Linked DNA regions of Zea mays: region 1 is linked to region 2. The links are chromatin contacts, called in public Hi-C maps. All regions are on one chromosome and are shown on one strand. The core of a region is the stretch at or near the end of the contact, and the rest is flanking DNA. Distances in the headings are between cores, read along the strand shown.

What was found. Hi-C and Micro-C count contacts between places; a contact is called where the count stands out from the background.
Region 1: a contact with region 2 is called in a Hi-C map of bundle sheath, with 2.7 times the contacts expected there. The contact joins the promoter of LOC101202728 here to the promoter of LOC100283308 in region 2. A contact is called at or near these places in 11 of 25 Hi-C or Micro-C datasets (bundle sheath, ear, endosperm and 3 more) and 2 of 3 datasets of contacts at active chromatin or transcription factors (leaf and seedling).

What each region holds. Positions count from the first base shown.
Region 1 is chr5:225,709,597-225,715,203 of Zm-B73-REFERENCE-NAM-5.0, reverse strand. It overlaps LOC101202728, which reads right to left and starts at 2,170. Exons shown (of 41, transcript NM_001398272.1): 1 at 1,819-2,170; 2 at 1,480-1,705; 3 at 1,278-1,371; 4 at 795-905; 5 at 535-681; 6 at 324-416; 7 at 144-235; 8 at 1-54. The coding sequence starts at 2,041.
Region 2 is chr5:225,487,385-225,492,534 of Zm-B73-REFERENCE-NAM-5.0, reverse strand. LOC100283308 (chloroplast channel forming outer membrane protein) reads left to right here and starts at 3,131. Exons shown (of 5, transcript NM_001156210.2): 1 at 3,131-3,489; 2 at 3,603-3,692; 3 at 3,808-3,963; 4 at 4,075-4,173. The coding sequence starts at 3,400.

The DNA.
Region 1 (5,607 bases), core at 921-3,420, 220 kb before region 2:
AGACCCATATAGAGAAGTTTGCGTTGTTGCACCTCCTGTTGGATAGTCGGCAACCTAGAATGGAAATGATCAATTCATGAGCCAATCGGTGTTGAGCAGAACATATAACTGCAGCTCTTGACAGTATCATGAGCATCTCATACCATAAGCTGCTTTTGCGACCAAGATACTTGCACCACCTCTTGTAATTCTTAAATAGCTTCTTCATTACTGTATCCAGTGCTCGGTCATCCAACTGAGAACATTAACCAGTAAGAAATGGGTAAATGCCACAAACATGAAGTGCCTCATGTGTTTTATATGATATTGATCTAAGGGGATACCTTTGGTTGTTGGTCAGATTTGGGAATCTGTCTTATGTGCACGTTGGCAAGCAAGAGTATGAGATGCTCCCTTTGGTTGGATACGTTATCTTTCTGCAGAGTGATGAGCAAAGTTAGAGAGCACGGATTCAGAGATCACAAATGGTCATGGGCATGAAAATCTGATACAAAACCAGAGAAGATGATGAAAAGATCATCCAAGTGTGATAACCTGGAATCCAAACATGGCCTGAAGCCAGGCAAGAAGATCTGCATCACGCTTCTTTTCGTGTTCCTTGGGTGCATCACGCTTCTTTTCGTGTTCCTTGGGCCATGGCAGACCTCTAGTGTTACGAAGAGCATGGAAAGCAGCTTGGATCTACACACATAATGATAACACATGCGAGGCAACATATAAACCATAGCGTAAAAATGCATAACCATCTTGTGAGAACATGAACGATAGCAGGTTGATATAAAATAGGTGGTAACCTCAGGATAGAGCATGATAGGCTGGTTGGCACTGTCAGGATCAAGCGGGAGGATATTGTAAGGAAGGTATAGCTTCTTCTTTTCCTCGACCTGGTTGTGCGTCTCCAGAATCTGCAAGGGGCGGTTGTGTTCTGTGAATAGGGAATTAAAGAGAGCTGCAATAGGAAGATGGAACCAACGAAGTAGAAGTCCCCCGTCCCAAAATAGTAGTTGTTATCACTTTTCGAAGAGTCAACCATTTCTAACGTTGATCAAAGATATATAACAAAATATTTAATATTTATAGTATATAATTAGTATCATTAGATATATCTTTGAATCTATTTTCATAATAGACTTATTTAGATTATTGCTAATATTTTCAAATCTAGGCAAACTTGACCAGCACGAATACCATATGAACGACTATTTTGGGACAGAGGGAGTATTACTGCATGCATATATCAATGGTACTCCAGCAAGAAAGGTGGTAGTGATGCTTACCGACTTATCGACTTCGATTTTCTGGGAGACATTGACGGCTCTGAGGACCTCGAAGAGCACGGCTGCAGTTTGATAGGCTTTGGTGAGCTGAGCCCTGGGGATGGATGAATTGATCAGTTGATTGGGTAATGACTTTTATTTTTATGTAGAACGCCTAATAAGTGGAGTACATAACAATAGAATAAAGGAGGAAGAAACAGACCTGTCGGCTTTATCAGCAACTTTTTGAAGCGCCTGAATGTACTTCTTGTAGTAGAGCTGGTAGAAGCTCTGCATTTCTCTGGCGTCACTCTGCTTGACCCTGCCCTTGAGCGTGGGATCGTTCTCCCTCTCGAGCCTCTGCAACAGCGCAGTTTTGAACTGGCGGACACCACGGCCGCTGGAGGTGGGGTCGAGGCGATGCGCCTTCTCGAAGGCGTAGAAGCGGCCTGGAGAGGAAGAGGGAGGCCAAATTGAGTGACTGATTGACTGATTGCGAGGGCCACAGGGAAGCAGAAGCAGACAAACTGAAAACGAAACGAATTCTGCTACTACTACTCACAGAGGTAGGCTACTCGCGGGTTGCTGGCCTCCACCTCGTTGGCCACACGCAGGATGGGGGCGATGTCGACAAGCGACGACGGGACGACCTCGCTGTCGAATATGGAGTCGCCGAGGTTGCCGGCGGTCTGGGTGCGGTAGATCCTCCTGCCGCCGGCGGAGGCAGAGGAGTCTCCTCCGGGGGTCATCCTACGGCCTCCGCCGCCCCCCGAGGAGGATGCCATGGGTATGGGCGGGTTCTCGGCTACCCTAGTACAGCCGCCGCAGGAGCAAGTGAATTGCGATGTTCTTCTTCTTCTTCCCGATCAATCAGCTCTCTCCGCGGCCTCCCCCTGCAACAGCCAGAATTGAATTGAACAAAGTCAGTTTGTACATGATTTGATTGAGATGAAATTTGAATGAAGGGAGCGGGGGGCGGACGGAAGTAAAACAAAAAAAAAATAACCGAGGCAGAGAGACACAGACACTCATGTATCCTGTTTGGGGAAGAGAGGGCGCGAAGAGCTGGATCGCCTCCGGATGGATCGTGTGGGAAGAGGAATTGATTTCTGGGGGAGGAGGAAGAGGAAAGGTGCTGCCCCCGCCGCGTCCCTCCTTGGTCTGGACTGCTGGTGCGAGGAAGAGAAGCGCAGTGGGAGTGCGCAGCGAGGTGCGAGCTTTGCTTTGCTGTGGTAGTGTGGTGGCTGGCTGGCTGGCTGCTTTTCCCTTCCCCTTCTCCCGAAAAGCATGGCTGCCTGCTTTCTTCACTCGCCCCACTTTTTGCAAGGCAGCAGCCCAGTGGCGGTGCGGTGGGTGCTGCTGCTGCACCAGAGGCGTAGCGTAGAGCGGCCGCAGAGACCCGCCTTTTAGACTAACTGCAACGCAGCCCCTACGCAGTGTAGGGGACACTCCACGACCCCAGTGGTGCCCCTATAATGCTCCCTACGCGTCGGCCTCCTTCTCTCTCCCTCCAGATCTAGTGTGTCACTGTTCATCACCCTAAACACTATATTGTGGGTCCACGAGTAATTATTAGTAGATAAAAAATTAGTAGTTAATATAGAAAATAATATTTTATAATTGTAGTGGGGTATAGGGGAGTATTTAGGGGGAATCGCTGCGGGAGATGAAAAAATAGGGGAGAAAATAAGGGAGAAAAGTGATATAGAGGGAAAAATTTAGAGATAACGATTGCGGATAGTCTTATCCCTACTAGTACTAATACACGTCGACGGCGACCTCTGACCAATGTTTTACTACCTGCCAACCATTTTACTGTTCCTATATGCTCTGGAACAAATAAATAAAAAACGGATTCTACATACATATGTGTGCTCGTTTTTTCCTTTTAGCAAAAAAAACGATCAAAGGAAATATGTATGTATACTCCGCTTTTTATTTTTATTTATTTGTTATCGAGGTCGAGGATGTGGCTGCGGTGCGGCGGCTTTAGCTTAGCAGGTCAATGAGAGAAAGAATTTTTCAGTTTCGATGGCTCTGGAGTCTGGATTCATATTGGACGGGTAGGTCGGACCACGCCGTTCTTCTATTCTTTCCTATCTACTGTTGTACTTGTCAGCAATCTAACTCAATATCGTAGCTGTGGTGGTATTAACCTATACTTACTCTGTTCTTTTTTATTTATCGATGTTTAGTTTCAAAATAAACTAGCCGCCAATAAATATTCGAAAACGGAGATAGTGTAATTGTGTATATCCGGTTTTACTCAGGTCGTCCTGATCCAACATGTTGTCTCGATGGGAAGTGGTGTGAGCTTGTCCAAGATAAGTTTCACCATCATGATGTTTAGAGTCTGGACATAGCATAGACTTGTTAGTCGGGGAAGTCGACCATCTGAATCTGGTCATGTGTATCTTGATCACGACGTCGTAATTCTCTTTGGTTCCTTTTGTCTTCTAATCGCCACATAAGTGTCGTTGTCGTATGGTTAGAGGGTTGAGTAGCTTGGTGCCATGAGTCTACCATGAACACAAACCAATCTCCACAGATGGAGTCTAAGTCTGAGGCAAAACTGAAGACCGAATATGGGTAGGTGGCACAATGGAGTACTGAGAGCACCTAGAGGAGGGTGAATAGGTGATCCTGTAAAATCAAACACTAATAGCCACAAAACTTAGTTTAAAGTGTTAGTACGGCTAAGTAGCTTTGAAGCGAGTTCAACAATCACAGAGAAGGCAACGCAAGTGACACGCGATTTTTATCCCGTGGTTCGGCCAAGTAATACTTGTCTACTTCCACGTTGTGGCGTCCCAATGGACGAGGGTTGCACTCAACCCCTTTCAAGTGATCCAATGATCAACTTGAATATCACGGCTTTCTTCCTTATAGTCTTTCTCCCGTTTGCGAGAAATCTCCACAAGTTGGAGCCTCTCGCCCTTACAATAAAGATCTCAAAGAATGCACAAGAGTAAGGCTAGGAGAGCAACACACACAAATCCGCAGCACACACACGCACACAAGCCAAGACTTGAGCTCGAAACGTAGCGCAGAGAGTTCACAACTCGAACGGAGCTCAAATCACTAACACAATCGATCAAATGCGCGGAAACGGAGTGTGGGAGTCTTAGAATGCTTAGTGAATGCTTGGGTGACTCCTCCATGCGCCTAGCGGTCCCTTTTATAGCCACAAGGCAACTAGGAGTCGTTGGAGGCCAACTTGGAGGGCCAAACTTGCCTTCTGTCGGGTGGTGCACCGGACAGTCCGATGCACCACCGGACAGTCACTGTAGTTGTCCGGTGCGCGATCGCCTTCCAAATCAGACGCATCCGATCGTTGGTCCTCGGGGTCGATTGGCGCACCGGACACTGTCCGGTGCACACCGGACAGTCCGGTGTGCCCAACCGACCGTTGTTGCGGGCCACGTGTCGCCCGCGGATTGCACGGCCGACCGTTGGCTCACCGGACAGTCCGGTGAATTATAGCCGTACGCCGTCGTTGAATCCCGAGAGCGGTGAGTTCACCGCGAACCAGCCTGGCGCACCGGACACTGTCCGGTGCACCACCGGACAGTCCGGTGTGCTAGACTGAGCTGAAGTTTTGTTGCTCACAGCCAAGTCTTTTACAATCCGATTCCTCTCTTTTCGGCGCTGTTTCTAGCACTTAGACAAACAATGTTAGTTCACAAAAACAATGTACTAAGTCTAGAAATGTACCTTTTACTTTGATTTGCACCTTTCACATATTTAGCACATAAGTACTCAAATAATGTGTTGTACATCTAATCACCAAAATATTTATAGAAATTGCCCAAGGGCACATTTCCCTTTCAATCTCTCCCTTTTTGGTGATTTATGCCAACACATCAAAAAGCAACAAAAGAAGTGCAATGTTGAATCAAATTGAAGACCAAATTGTTTTTGCTTATGATTTGGCATATTTGGATCACTCTTTGCCACCACTTAGTTTGTTTTTGTAAATCAATTCCTTTTTCCTATCTCTAAGTCAAACACACTTGTTTGGGCAAATCAAGAGATGTTCCAAGAGAAAAATTGATCAAATACCAAAAACTCCCCCTTTCCCCATAATCAAAAATTCTCCCCCACAAGAGACCAAATTTTGTAATTTGAGTATTTTGACAAAATCAAATTCTAACTCTACTATTTTCAAAATTCTCAAGTGGTTGGCTGATCCATTTGCTTTGGCCTTAATTTCTCCCCCTTTGGCATTAAGCACCAAAACGGGATCATTTTTGGCCCATTCAACCCCATTGCCTCACCAAAAATGTCAATAAAGAGCAAAAGGCAATGAAATTGCAAGTATAAACTTGGAAGTAAGTACACGAATACCGAA
Region 2 (5,150 bases), core at 1,882-4,381:
TCCAATTTTTGATTGACTCCCTAACAGAATTTCTTTCTTGGTTTGTGTTCAACCTTATGCACCTGAGATAAATGATATATAGACAAACTAGTTAGTCCATGTGGTTTGTGTTGTACGTCAACCACCAAAATCGTTGGTTAACCCTATATCCCTTTCAACAAGCAACATTCCAAGTAGTTGCATGGAGTCAGAAGTATCAAAATCCACATATCAATCAATGTGACATTTTGGATCAGTTAGTTAGGGTCTAGAATATATTTGAAAAATGAATAGAAGTTCAGATTACCCCGCCAGAAATGCTATAGAAAAACTGAACATAACACCTAATAGCAATTACCCTATCTAGTCAGCCTAAACAGAGCACTTTTTGTGACTTACTCGGCAGTAGATGGAGGTCATCCCTCAACTAATAATGCCCAATTCGAGGAGCCATATGCAACTGCCATTTCTGATGATGCCAGTTCATCAGCCTTTTGTTCCAAAGATGTAAGATCACGCTGCATCCAACATATAGACGCAAATTTTGTAAATCCCAAGAGTTCATATGCATAACCTTCTATGATGAAGGGGACTATATAGCATGCTCCAATTGAAACATCCATCATACCATCACAATCTTACATTTAAATCAGGAAACACCATCGTTAGGCTAACTTCCTTCCGTCGACGTGTTAACTCTTCTTGAAGTTTTCTATGTGGTAAGAAGTTCAAGTAACAACAAGACCACAACCTTCATTTGATGACACAAAAAATGACGCACAAATCCTCAAACAATTAGAACAACAATGAAGCTAATAGGCACGACAACAATTATAGCTTACAACACATCAATTTACTAATATCAGGCAAAAAATTGGTCCTATAAATAGATTGTGCATGTGCAATAAAGAAGTTGTGTATAAGAATAATGTGGGCATTGATCTGGAGCCTGAGATAACTTCTCACAGATTAAGAAAAAAACTGGCATACCTATGCTTCAGAACGTGAGCATGAGCTTCCACATCCAATTTTATAGATTGGCATACCTATGCTTCTGAATACGAGCATGAGCTTCCACATCCAATTTTATAGGTGCTCTAATAGATTCCTTTCTCTCGTGATGACTTGGTCCAAACTTAGCATGGGCTCTATTTAATTCCATTTGTTGACTCCATACCATAAGAAAGGAAAATAGATAAAATGGACCAAATTGAACTTACGTTGATCTCCTTCATAGATATTGGACTTTTTGCCTTTGCTCCTTCATAAGAGATTTCATCTTCGCTTTCAGTAATTGGCTTTTCATTTTCAGGCTGCGACAACAAGAATATTATAATAACAAATAAGTATATCCAATCTAAAAGCTATAAGAGGTAACAATCAAGATAAAAATTAATATCATATGTTGTGATTGATTTAAATTAAATTCTATAAAGAGCAAGCAACTAAACTAAGCATGATAGTAGGAACAATTCAAATAAATGAATGAATACAATAGAAATGTACCAGTGAAGCAACGAGCCTAGAAGCTAGTGCTTCAATCTTTCCTGAATACTCAGAAAGCTTAGCTTTTGAAATGCTGGTCAGGGAACAAAATCATCAAAAACATATGGTTGAAAATGGGCAGATGGAGAAAAGATGACGGGGAAAGAGATATGAAACTTTACTTTCATTGATATCCCCATTAGAAGGAATACTATGATCTCTAAGAGTCATGACAACTGCACCACTTTCCAAAACCTTATCAAGGCCATGAAAAACCTTGACACCAGACAAGTGGCATGTTTCTCGCAAAACAAAAAACAAAGGCACTTGTAACCGTTGCAATTCACGACATATTAAAACAAACAATTATGACTATAATTGTTAGCCAACTATTAACTAAAAAGATCTATATATCAATACCTACCACATGTGTATCTTCCTCACCATCGTCATCCCTTGGAGGCAGACATGGTCGATGATGCTAGAGGTGTAGTTCGGGAGGCCCTCGAATTGGTAGAGCTAGCTGTACAGGAGCAACTCCTAGGTGGTCTCATGGACGTGGGAGTCGACGACGGGGCCGTAGCGCAAATCATAGAACTCTCAGAGCAACAAATAATACAAACTTCGTTATCATCAGACGCAACAAGAAAGACCAAAGCAACAGAGGGATGAAATACCCTTGCTAACAACGACATGATCACCATAAGCTCCTCACCTCCATAACAATACACTGGTAGATAGAATATGTTGAGATTCATAAAGTCCTGAAGCACGGGCGTGATGGACTGCTCCAGCGGGATCGCCACGCTCATCCGCTGGCTTGTCGCAGCACCTTGCTGATTTAAACAGGACGATTAAGCGAACACCCAAATGCGCGTCGATGGTAGGTCTGCGTCGATTTGGGGCGAGGTTTTGGGCAGCACGATTCTCCTCGATGGCAGCACAATTCTTCATTGCATCTCGTCGATTTGGGGCAAAGTTGGGCAGCACGATTTGGGGCTAGGTTGGTCCGCGAACGATGGGGCCGCACGCTGTTGACGTTGTCGGGACCCCGCGACGATGGTGTGGCACCTCGATGTGGGGAAGCGCCGAACCAGGGGCGGGATTTGGGGATGCAAACGTCGACGCGCGGAAGCGCCGTCCGCGAATGGGAAGGGAGAGGAACCTGGGCGGGATTTGGGGACTCTCACCTCGACACTCAATATTGATTGGGGGTCGCGGGCAGATCGGCGCGCCATGGGTCGAGGCGCGCGCGTGGTTTGTGCCGGTGAGGAGCCGGAGTGAGATCTGCGCGCCGCGGGGATTTCGGGGAGGAGAAGAGAGCTGGGCATGCTGTGTGCGGCGTGCGTGGTTTGTGCCGGCGAGGAGCTGGAGTGAGATCTGCGCGACACGGGGATTTCAGGAAGGAGAAGAGAGCCGAGCGGTGGGGACGTTGGAGGGGCGGTGAGGAAGGGCGGGGGCACGATGAAGCTATGTGGTGGACGTCCACGGTACCAACATATGGAGCAGTAGAGATTAAATTGTTTTTCTTTCTTTTAAATAGCAAAAAGACATTTCATGACATGTGTCTCGTTTGATAATGGCATTTCAGACGAAAATCACCCGTTTGATGGCAATACAGCGAAGTCCATATCCTATATTGACATAGTTCTAAATTTCTCAGCCCAGCACACAGCCCATAACGATGGCCCCCGGCCTATTCGGGCTCGCCTACCATCTCTCCTCCGGTCCTTCCTATCATACCGGCGGGCGGCGCGGGGCAGCTAATCGGCAATCCGGCTTCGCCTCGTCGCAGTCCAATCCGCACTCACCGCCGCCCTCCCGCCCCTCACCTGCCCGCGGCAGTGTCGGAGTAAACCCTACCGGACCTATCGTCACGCGACTGCGGGAGTTGCTTGCTTCTTCTGCCGCTCTCTCGCTCCGTCCCTTCCGCCCATGGAGACCTCGCTGCGCTTGCGCAGTGGCGGCGGCCTCCGCATCCACGCCAAGGAGAAGCTGCCCCTCGGCCACAGCTCGCTGCTGCAGGTGCAGCTGCAGCTGCTATTCCTCCTCCCTTTACTCTGTCATTCATTCAGTCGTCTCAATTTCATCTCATCTGATTGCTTCGGTTCGATTCCAACCCCACGGCTGCCGCGCAGGCTCATGCGGAGCTCGACCTCCACACAAGCCCCGCCGGAGTTACTACCCCGAGTTATCTCGCTCTCTTTGTCAGGCACTTCTACTCGCAGGTCAGCCGTCAGATACTCCCCCCTCCATTTCCATACCTGCCAACCCATCCTTTCTTTTACAAGTGATAAGCAAACCAGTTTGCCACAAAATTTAAAATAAACATGCCATGTATAGCTATCAGCCAATCTCGGAGCTGGCGTCCAGTTGCACAACGGCGATGACCTCGCCTACAGTTTTCGCGCCAAGAAGGCCGTCCTGTTCAAACCAGATAATGGGTTCCTAGGTCTGAACCTTAAAGGGCGCCTACTTACCGATAAAGAGTTGAAGCCGGTAATTTTCTCGAGCAAAAATACGCTTGCTGTCAGTCCAGTGTGTGTGATCTTATTAACCACACCACAATGTTGCTCTCTGTCTCAAGCCTGTGCCCCTTGGTCCTTGCAGACGAAGACAACTGGATCCGTTGAACTGGCATGGACCATACTTGACTTGAAACAGGGCCAAGACGTAAGGCTCAAAGTTGGTTACGAATTGTGTGACAAGGTAATCAGACCATTTCTATTTCCAGCCGATGCAAAATGTTCCACCGGCAAGCAAGCCACCTAAACAGTTGCTTCCTTTTAGCGATCATGGCCATGCATGGGTGTAGGGTGGTGAATGAAGCATGATTAATCATGAACAGTCACAGCGTTCAAAAGACGCACGGGCTGAGTGAATTATCTAGTCATACAAGTTTCAGTTAGATTGCAAATTATTTCTCTGATTCTTTTCCCCTTACAATCTTCTGGGTGATGCTGGTTCACTCCTGCACATGAGCACAGCACATTAACATGACTAGAAAAAGAAACACCTTATCGGGCGCTGTAACAATCATGAATACACAGGTTCATCTAAAACTATATTGTATATTGAACGAAGCAACTTGTCAGACACAACTCACCCTCAGAACACACCCCAACACATGCAAAAAAAAACTAACTGGCTTAAGCAACTTCTTGGAGCTACACTACTCCAGCTGAACACCGTAGACAAGTTGTGGACCCTGGATTTTGCAATACGGTGTGCCACACCCCCACTAAAAGTTTCACGTGCACTTTGCTAAAAATCCTTTCAGCAATTTGGCAAACAATTGAGAATTTGTCCTGTAATTTGGTGTACACGTACTAATTAACATAAATAGGTCTTAAATTCAACAATTTAGTACACAATGTATGAATAATCAACAAATGATCCCCTAATTACTATTTCCTATATCTACCAGCTACATTAATCAATTGAACTAATTTGAGGATAAATTGATCTGGTTAGTAACTACTGCCAGAGTAAGTCTGCAACATACATTGGACCTGGCCTTGGGGAGTTCAGACTTGGCTCTGCAGTACTGCTGCCTGTCCCCTGTCGCAATGTGCTGTGCTGCTGTGTGGAACTGGAAACAAAAAGAGAGGTGAGGTACTGATGCCTGGCGGTGACCTGCTTTAATTGTAGAATAACATTCAGTAATTTAGTTACATCACATATTC